2 separate regions of the Zea mays genome follow, and region 1 is linked to region 2. Evidence: chromatin contacts called from public Hi-C data. All regions are on one chromosome and are shown on one strand. The core of a region is the stretch at or near the end of the contact, and the rest is flanking DNA. Distances in the headings are between cores, read along the strand shown. Region 1 holds the start of LOC109944062 (ankyrin repeat-containing protein At5g02620). Region 2 holds the start of LOC103647590 (acyl-coenzyme A thioesterase 9, mitochondrial).

Region 1 (5,110 bases), core at 422-2,921, 190 kb after region 2:
TAAGTAGATTTCGATTTAAAATATAAAAGTCAAAATTTGGTCAACAAAACAAAATTCTTATCTATGCAAACGAAATTATAGACCCCGGTACACACACAAAAAAAGGCCCTTGAAAACAATATATCAAGCCATGGTTCTGCAGAGAATTTTGTTAATCTCATGGAGATTCATTATTTAACCAAGGGGGTTAGAATAGGAAGATCACATTATAAAGAGTATAGTCTCTGAGAGGTTTTCTTACCTTTTTATATTGATAATATAGGGTTAGATATTTATAGTCCAAAGATTCAAACTCTTAAAAAAAATTATAACAACTAAATTTGGGTTAAAAAGTCAAACAAATTATAAATTGAAACATAGGGAGTAGATGTGGTCTGTTTGTTTAGAATCATATCTTATACTAGCTCTATTCTTGAATACTTATCGTCCCATAGTTCATTTTTGGACTAAACCACGACAAATAAAAAAGAACGAAGGAAGTATTAATGATAAGGCAACATATCATGGTACATTTTTAGCATTAGGAGAATTTAGAAGTGGCGTTGAGCGCTCGTCTAACTTGTGTAATCACTTAGGCTTTGTTCGGTTACAATGGATCAAATCATGGGCGAAGCCAGACCTTATTTTGGGGTCAACCGACTTCGATAATTTTCTGAACATCCAATGGAAAAACGGTGTTAATAACAAGAGTTTTATAATAAAGATCCAGTAGATAATATTGATGACCCCGATAGAATATTGCTAGCTTCGCTACTGGATGAAACCCCACTATAGATTTAATCTATGTCTGGATTAGGTGAATCCATACCTCACACTCAATCCTATGGTGAGATTAAATTTATTATTAAAGGTAGTTATTTTTTATCTATGGATTCTATTATAAACTTGTGCAATATCTTTATGGATTTATTCCATACCTAATGAGTTATAGATAGAACTCATGCTTTCTATAGTTTAAAAAAAACCCTAAATCCTTGGGTTATAATCCATCACGGGTTTAACCGAATAATTTTTTTATGTAGACTTGGATTATTTTGGGACATGGATTGTGACATAGATTTAATTTCAATCTATACTGATTCAAAGCTGGATTAGTGTAGACGAACAATATCTTATATGGTGCAAGTCTACAACCAAACCCTAAACATCTAATTTATATCCAACTATATCTGCTATTTTGTATTTTTATCCTCTTGCATCACCTTGCATTTATTCTGCCCGTGGGATATTATAGATAGTTTAATATATCCAAATAAATTATTGCAGCACGGTCATAGGTCCCTGACTGTTGTGGCGCCGACGGAGGCGCACATCGATGGCGTCGGGCCGTCGGCTGGCTCCTTCTCCTTCCAAGTTGTCGTGGGTCTGCAGGAGTCTCGCTTCACGCCTGGCGGCCTCCGCCCTCCGGAGTCCGGAGTCGTTTGAGCAGGAGCATGTTTTCCTAAGTTTGTTATTGAGGCATGGTGCGTCCACGGTCCACCCGGACTTTTACGCACTGACATTGGTGATCGTGAAACGACTGATTTGATGTCTAGAAATAAACATTTGTTTGAGATTAAATCTGGTTGTTTAGAATGTTGCAGCGGTAGTCTATAAAAATAAAATACTATAGAAATAGTAGATCAGATCAGTATAGATTAAAGTTAAGTGCAGATACTGTGCGTACAAAAATTCTCCAACGAAATTAGCACTTAAAAACAACAAACTGCAGAGGCTGACTGACAAAACCAGCTTGACAGCAAAGTACTGCGAAGAGATATAGAAGTAATGCAAAAAGTTTGCCTTTTTAACGCAAGGAAGAGCCGAAGGAGGAGGTAGCAAAGTCGCACAATTATTCCGTCACGGGTGAAAATAGAAAAATCAGGTGCCGGAGACTACCGAACGTGTGCTCGCTTCCTTCAGCCGTCGTCGTCCTCGTCTCCTCGATGATAAGAAGGGGAGGTGGATCACTCGAACCTAATAAGTGAGCTTCCAGGCCGGGGAGAGGGACTGGCCGGCGGACCGCCGATGGAAAACTTTGGAGGCTCCTAACTTCCAAGATACCAACTAGCTCCCAGCCTCCCACCGTCTTCTTTCCACCCTTGGCTGATGCTAGGGAGATGGGATTTTTGGAGCTCTAAGACAAATAGTTCTGCTCCTTGCGCCCTGCGTGTTCTTGATCTGGCCTCTAAGTTTGTTGGCTGTTTTCTCGTGGTGAGGAATTATCTTCCTTGTTAGGTGATAAGACGTTTTATAGTTCTCCTTGAAATTTATGCATGCTAATTTATTGATTCCTTTTGCAGTTTGAGGTGATATCTCGATTCTAAAAAGCTACCAGATTTCTTCTCCCTGTTTGTATGGACAAATTTGGGAATGAACCCTAGTCTGTGTGCAAAGCAGCCAAATTGGTGTTCTTGCGGATCAAAGCTAAAGCTGCAGCAGTTGGTGAGGATACAAGAGATGCAGGGAGAAACAAGAGAAGGGCTTGTTAGATTCTGCAGAGACACTCTTATTGGTTGATATTTTTTCCATCAACTCCGGCCAGATTTGCGGAACCTCGCAATTTTAGGAGCCATTTGATCTTGGACATGGAGAAGCAACCCAGCGTGCGACATGGTGCCCTAGAGAAACTGAAGAGCTTCCGGGGGATGGAGAAGCAGAGAAGCTTCAAGTTCTTGTCCATGGAGAAGCAGCAGAGCTTCAAAAGGAACAAGGACAGCCCTGGGAAGCGGGGTGACACCGCGCTCCACCTCGCGGCGAGAGCTGGCAGTGTCGCACATGTTCAGAAGATCCTTGCGGAGTGTGATCCAGAACTGGTGGTGGAGTTAGCTGGCCGCACGAATCAAGACGGCGAGACTGCGTTGTATGTGTCTGCTGAGAAAGGGCATGTTGAGGTTGTGTGTGAGATTTTGAAGGCTTCGGATGTGCAGTCAGCCGGGATCAAGGCCAGTAACAGCTTCGATGCATTCCATATTGCGGCAAAGCAGGGCCATTTGGGTGAGCTTTCATTCCTTCATAATTAAATAGTCGAGTTTTAGGTAGTGTGAATTGGAATTCTTTTATATACGGATTCACTGGTTTGTACTGGCAGTTCTGTGATCTTCTGTAGTACTCATTCTGCTTGCAATTGGTATGTTTATAAAACTTGACTTGTATCTTATTGACTTCTGCAAATCTCTATGACCATGAACTGTTTCCCTCATTTATTTTCCTTCAGGAACATGGAGTATTAAAACAGTGACACTGAGTCCCTGATTTCCTTTTGCTCAGATGTCTGATAAATTTACTAGGCTGATCTGGTCTAGATTACATCCTAGCATTTCTTTCTTTCTTGGTTTTACAGACAAATTGTTGATTTCTCTGAGTTGGCAATTTCTATTTTTCTACAATCTTGCCATGCTATTGTGTCTAAATCAAAGAACTGACAATCCTATATCTAGTGACGAGATATGCTCCCTAGTACTTGTCTGCTCAGCTAGGAACTTTCACCAGACCAATTAGGCTATGAATTTCTGATATTTGAGTTAGTATGCTGTGTTTTTTTAATGAAAACTAGTCAGTATGTTGTGTTGAAGAGCAAACTACTACACAGTTGTTATTTAATCTTGTTTTTTTTCTTCAAAACTTGTATATTCTCTTGTTTCAGAGAAAGAGATCATATTAATTCAGTTTTGGTCTTTGCAGATGTCTTGAAGGAGCTGTTACAGGCCTTTCCCTCATTAGCAATGACAACAAATTCTGTAAATGCCACAGCTTTGGACACTGCTGCAACTCAGGGCCACGTTGACATTGTTAATCTTCTGCTAGAAACAGATGCAAGCCTTGCTAGGATTGCAAGAAATAATGGCAAGACAGTTTTGCATTCAGCAGCAAGAATGGGCCATGTGGAGGTGGTCACTGCACTGTTAAATAAGGACCCGGGGATTGGGTTTAGAACAGATAAGAAGGGACAAACAGCTCTACACATGGCTTCGAAAGGCCAAAATGCAGAAATTCTGCTTGAGTTGTTGAAGCCTGATATCTCAGTTATCCATGTGGAGGACAGCAAGGGGAATAGACCATTGCATGTTGCAACTCGGAAGGGAAACACCATTGTAAGTGATATTATCTCAGAATGTTCTGATTTTTACCACTGGTTTGAGTCTTCCTGTTTTACATTTTAACAATCAGATGTTTTGTTGTATTTATCGTTGAAGCTATGTTGCTCAGGCGAACTACTAAAACAGAGTTACTCACATTCGTGAGATATCACTTGCTTAAGTCCCCAATGTTTTATAAAAGAATTCTAAGAAGAAATTACATCTTTTCAGGAATCAAACAGAAGTTTAATTCAGGTTGTACTAAAAAAAGAATACTTTCTTATCTTTTTAAAAGCAAGGAATTCAGATTTTGGATTGAATATTTCTCAATCTTAAGAATAGCATGCAATCAGCATTTCAAAGAACTAATTACTTGTGCTTTATCTGAAATTACAGATGGTTCAGACCCTAATATCAGTTGAGGGGATTGAAATCAATGCGGTTAATAGAGCTGGAGAGACTGCTTTTGCTATTGCAGATAAACAAGGTAATGAAGAGCTCGTCAACATCCTGAGAGAGGTCGGTGGAGGAACTGCAAAAGAGCAAGTAAATCCTCCTAATCCAGCAAAGCAGCTTAAGCAGACAGTCAGCGATATCAGGCATGATGTTCAATCACAGATGAAGCAAACACGCCAGACCAAGATGCAATTCCAAAAAATCAAGAAGAGGATTCAGAAGCTCCACATTGGTGGGCTAAACAATGCCATCAACTCCAACACTGTTGTTGCGGTGCTTATTGCCACCGTTGCCTTTGCTGCCATATTCCAACTCCCCGGTAATTTTCTGGAGGACATGACTCAAGCACCTGACCCAGACATGACCTTGGGGCAAGCATTGATAGCCAGTGATCCAGCCTTTATAATCTTCTTGGTTTTCGATGCTTTGGCTCTCTTTATCTCGCTTGCTGTCGTAGTAGTCCAGACATCTCTAATTGTTGTTGAACAGAAGGCCAAGAAGAAGATGGTCTTTGTGATAAACAAGTTGATGTGGCTCGCATGCCTCTGCATCTCGGCAGCCTTCATAGCGCTAACCTACGTTGTCGTGGGTCGAGA
Region 2 (4,740 bases), core at 980-3,479:
CCACCATACCCTTATCCCTATCATTTGTATCAATATCCACCGTCTTCATATGGTCAACCTCCAACTTCCCAAGCCGGAATTCAAGCCTCATTCCCGGTACGTCCGTATGCCCCTCCCCCACCTGCTGCGGACGGAAGTCAAGCTTCTTTCCAGATACCTCCATACGCCCCTCCTCCATATGCTCCACCTCCGTATGGAGTACCTCCTTATGCTCCATATGCTCCACCTCCGTATGGAGCACCTCATCCATATGCTCCACCTACGTATGGAGCACCTCCTCCAGTTGCACCTTTATCTGTTGGATCTGAAAACCAAGCTGAGGAAAATCCCGTGCCGAAGGAAAAGCGTCCAAAGAGGCTAGAGTGGACGAAGGAAGACGGGGAAAATCTGGTGAGTGAATCGTTTCTCATTTATTTAATCTTGATTTTTTAGTTTACTTATATTATAGGTTTTATTGTAGGTTAATGCTTGGTTTATGCATTCTAATGATCCCATCTCCGGCAACAATAAGAGCGGATCAAGTTTCTGGGGCCAAATAGCGGCAACATATAACTCCACCTCCGACCCTATCCGTCATCGAACCGCCAAGCAACTTAAAGATCATTGGGTCACCTACAACCGGGAGGTGACCAAGTTCAATGGATTCTACCTCCAAGAAGAAAGGTTGCGTCAGAGCGGAGCTGACGATGCAATGATCAACAAGTGAAGCATTCAAAATGAAGAACTTGTGGGGTGGATTAGTGAAGGCCAAGCTTTTGAAGCAACGGAACATCCTAAAGGGCCGATCAACCAGAGATATGGACCCAGCTGAAAGGCGTACCCATGGCAGGGCCGTAAAGATGGTCGAAAAAGAACTTGGTCTGCTAGATGACGAAGAAGAGGAACCGGAAGCGGAACGTGAAGAGGAGGAAGATGAGGATGAGATCGAGGAGTCCGATTAGAGTTATGTAATTTTATTTTAATTATCATGTCATTTTATTATAATTATTATGTACTTTGTAATTTTTAATTCAATAAAAAATATTATGTTGTGTGTTTTCTGAGCGTTAAAATAAATCCGCGTGAATTACTTAATTTTGAAATAGAAAAGCTGACGTGGCTATAGCCTGAGGCTGTAGCCTGCTGCAGCCTACACTGGAGCAGCAGGGGCGAGAGTGGAGGTGAGAGCTGACGTGGCAGGGGCGAGAGGGAGGCTGTGCACTGGACTCAGTCTAAGAACGCACGGGGAATAGCTAAAGCTCTGAATACTTGCAGCAGTCACACATTTATCTCTCCCTCACCGGATCACACCTGTGCTACTAGAGGGCAGGCAACGGCGCAACGCCAAGAAAGAAGATCGAAATGGATATCGCACTAGGCATTACCTTGACGGCGATGGTGCCGGCGAGGGCGTCAAGATCCTCGAGCAGCTTGCCGATGCGCACCTCGTTCCAGGGGTCCCGGTACTGCTCCCTGAGGATGTCGTCGGTGGCGAACTTGTACACGATGCTGGTCCGGCTCTGCGCGGGCGTCTTGACGAGCAGCTCAGTCTGCGGCCGCTGCTCGGCAGAGGAAGCGCCGTTCCCAGCGTCCATCATCCGCTCGAAGATGCTGGACCGCGCCTCCCAGAGCGCGTTGGTCACCGGGGAGTGGTACATCCCGGGCCACAGGCTGAGCGGCCTCCGTGCCGACTTCCCCGCGTCGATCGCTGCGGCCCCTCCCTCTCCCTCTCCCTCTCCCTCTCCCCCTCCTCCTCCTCGTCCGCCCCCCAGGTGAGAAACCACCTTGATAGGCGAATCCATGGCCGGTGGCGGTTCCTGGCCCCGATCTCCCGAGGCGGTCGAGGAGGCGCGTCTGGACCAGGAGATGGGGATTCCTGCGGATGGTTCGAGACCGAAAGGGCCGAGGGGTGTCGGGGTTCGCGAGGTTACGCGGCGGACGAGGGTTCTGGAGAGCAACAACGTCGCTGTCAGCCTCGTCGTCATGGGTACTTGGCCGCGGATGCGGGGCTCACCTCCGGCCTTGTGGGAAGGTGTGGGTGTGCCGGTGTGGTAGAAAAAAGAGAGGCAGGTGGGCCACAGCTTCCTCGCAACATCGCGTTGAGACTTGAGACCTTGGCAGCGATCAGAGTCAGACTCACACAGTCACACGGTTGGGTCAGTGGGTTGTTGGGCAGGGGGACAGGAGACGGCCATCTCGAGGCACATCACGACCTACAGGCAGGCAGCACCGGCGAGACCCGGTTGGGTGCGTCGGTGGTTCGGCACCGGTATGGTCCATTTACAACGCAAAAATGAAAAGGGCCGCAACGGCCGATAGATTGAAGTGGGGCTGCTGCTGCTAGAGTGAATTTGGTCCACGAAGTTAAAAAGGCCTGGCCTATTATAGGGCCCATGTGGTTGCTAGCCGCTCAGATGCTGGCATGCTGCTGGCACATTGAGAAAAGAAACATCCACACCTCAATAAAGAATATACTAGTAGAATTTTCGAGCGCTGCAACGATATAATATATTAAACTGATAAAAATAAATATTTTAGTTTATCTGATACCTGCAAAAAAATAAATTCAATATCAAAATCAACATATAGTTCATATATATTAAATTGATAAGAATAAATATTACACTTTATTTTAGCCAAATCGCTAAAAAAGATATAAGTTAAAAATGAGTCCGATCTTTTTTTTAAAGATCACTCGGTTGCTCATCCTCCTTTAGCTAGTGAGGTGCTACTATGTGAGACCGCTGCACTGCGTATGATTTCATGTCGTTGTGTTGGGTTTTGATGTTTTCTCATGACCCATCTGTAGTATAACCGCCAATTAGGCCTCTTAAATGGGGGAGAGAAGCAAGACCTACATATTTCACAAGTAACGCACGACACGTGATGCATGGAGTTGGTGCTTTAAAGGAGTATAAAGAATTATGAGTCACATGCAAACTTATCTAATTTAATGCATTGCTAATAATTAAAATGTGTCTATATCTCATATTTTGTAAGAGTGTTGATTGTATTCATGGATGTCAGGATGTGATAAGAGAGAAAAAAAATTAGCACGAATTTATATAGTTTAACGTATCAATACTGGTATTTTAATTATAATCCCTCTTTTTTAAAGAACACTACTACTATGTGCAACTTGCATGCGATTTGGAAGCGAGACAGCCTGCAGATTGCATGCACACGGGTGAAAGGGGCCAAAGGGCTACCCGAACCCGACGCAGATAAAGATAAAGATTTTCAGGATATTTTTTTTTGAAAAAAGAGGGAATTGTGTTGTGATCGATTTTTTTCATGCCTTCGTCATATAGACTTGAAAAACAAGAACAAAGAACACGAATAAATATTGTAGATGCAACAAAGCTTGTAATAATGGCATATGTATGTGTATCTTACTCTCTTATGCATTTCGTTGGGTGAGATGGCTTCCAACTTTTCTGGCTGCAACGGCTGCAGCTCCAAAACTAATTTTTGTTGTTCCTTTGCCTGGTTGCGAATGCTTCTACGCTACTGCTACAGTGACCTTAGACAGAAAAAACTACAATTGCGGTTGTAGTAAAGGCAATCGAACAACTTGTATATTTTGGTGGACAATTCACACGTGTCGCATGCGAGCATTCTTCATCCTACATGACTATAAGTATAATTATTATTTTTATTGTTAAAATAATTTAAAATTCACTATAAATTGTTTATATATATATATATATATATATATATATATATATATATATATATATATATATATATATATATATATATAGAGGTAATGGAAGCCCTGAGCTTCCGTTAGTGGACGAAGCCCCAGCCAGGAGGCCGATCGGGTCGCGTTCGGCCCACTGGACGCCAGCTTGCGTCAGCCATGCATAGGATAGCAACATATCCCGGCTGAGACGCTGCAACCGATATACACACGTATAAAGGTATGTAGAAATGTGCATAACTCATGCATAAATGGAAAAGTTTCTGCCATGAATCACAGGAACGAATATTTGCATGTGCATGACGGTTTACGATTGCATAACGCTGTGAGACATGATAGCGTAAACCATGCAACATTTAAAATCTCCCACCGGTTTGAGATAAGAAAAGACGTGCTCTTCGTGCGCGTAAAATAAAGGCGCAGTTACAGGAGGAAACAAATACAAGGTTACAGCCGCTCGTCCACGTTCGCTCGTCCACGTCTTTATCTGAGGTATTGGCGGCGGTTAGCGGCGGCGGAAGTGACAGGTACGGCCGACGGCGAGAAAATGTCCAGCACCGGAGCTGGCGATGACATGCCACCTGTATCATCTATGCATACGCCAGCAGGTACGTCTATTTCAATGGACATGCATCCTGTAGCGTCTGCGATCGCCCCATACACAGAGGGTGTCTCCGTTACTCCCCCGGCAGCATTGAGGGCACCTGGACATATCGATGAGCACACAAAAACGGCAGATGTGGTCGGCGCAGAGAAGCACATCCCCATGAGACATATTGGGCCGCATGAATAGGACACACCTCATATTCTTCAAAGCCATGTAAGTTCTCCCAAATATGATACTCTTATTTTCTTACATACTTCTTTGTAATGTTGTACATATACCATGTTAAATTTAGACGCTATTGAGTAGTAAATGTTAAATTTCTGTGCGCAGCCAGACAATATTGATATAAGATTGATATCTAAAGTCGGTATGACATTTAGTAACGTGGATGAGGCGTATAATTTTTATAGTCAATATGCATACGAGGTTGGATTTCCGTTGAAGAAATATA

Evidence for each region. A called contact is a pair of places that touch in the nucleus more often than the background predicts.
Region 1: a Hi-C map of tassel shows a contact between it and region 2, with 4 times the contacts expected there. The contact joins the promoter of LOC109944062 here to the promoter of LOC103647590 in region 2. A contact is called at or near these places in 8 of 25 Hi-C or Micro-C datasets (endosperm, leaf, leaf mesophyll and 2 more) and 1 of 3 datasets of contacts at active chromatin or transcription factors (seedling).

What each region holds. Positions count from the first base shown.
Region 1 is chr2:199,898,680-199,903,789 of Zm-B73-REFERENCE-NAM-5.0, forward strand. LOC109944062 (ankyrin repeat-containing protein At5g02620) reads left to right here and starts at 1,672. Exons shown (of 4, transcript XM_020548529.2): 1 at 1,672-2,193; 2 at 2,283-2,976; 3 at 3,664-4,073; 4 at 4,455-5,110. The coding sequence starts at 2,568.
Region 2 is chr2:199,706,331-199,711,070 of Zm-B73-REFERENCE-NAM-5.0, forward strand. LOC103647590 (acyl-coenzyme A thioesterase 9, mitochondrial) reads right to left here and starts at 2,230. Exons shown (of 5, transcript XM_035965434.1): 1 at 1,365-2,230. The coding sequence starts at 1,964. LOC103647589 (extensin) reads left to right here. Exons shown (of 2, transcript XM_020548526.3): 1 at 1-390; 2 at 461-1,068. The coding sequence ends at 706.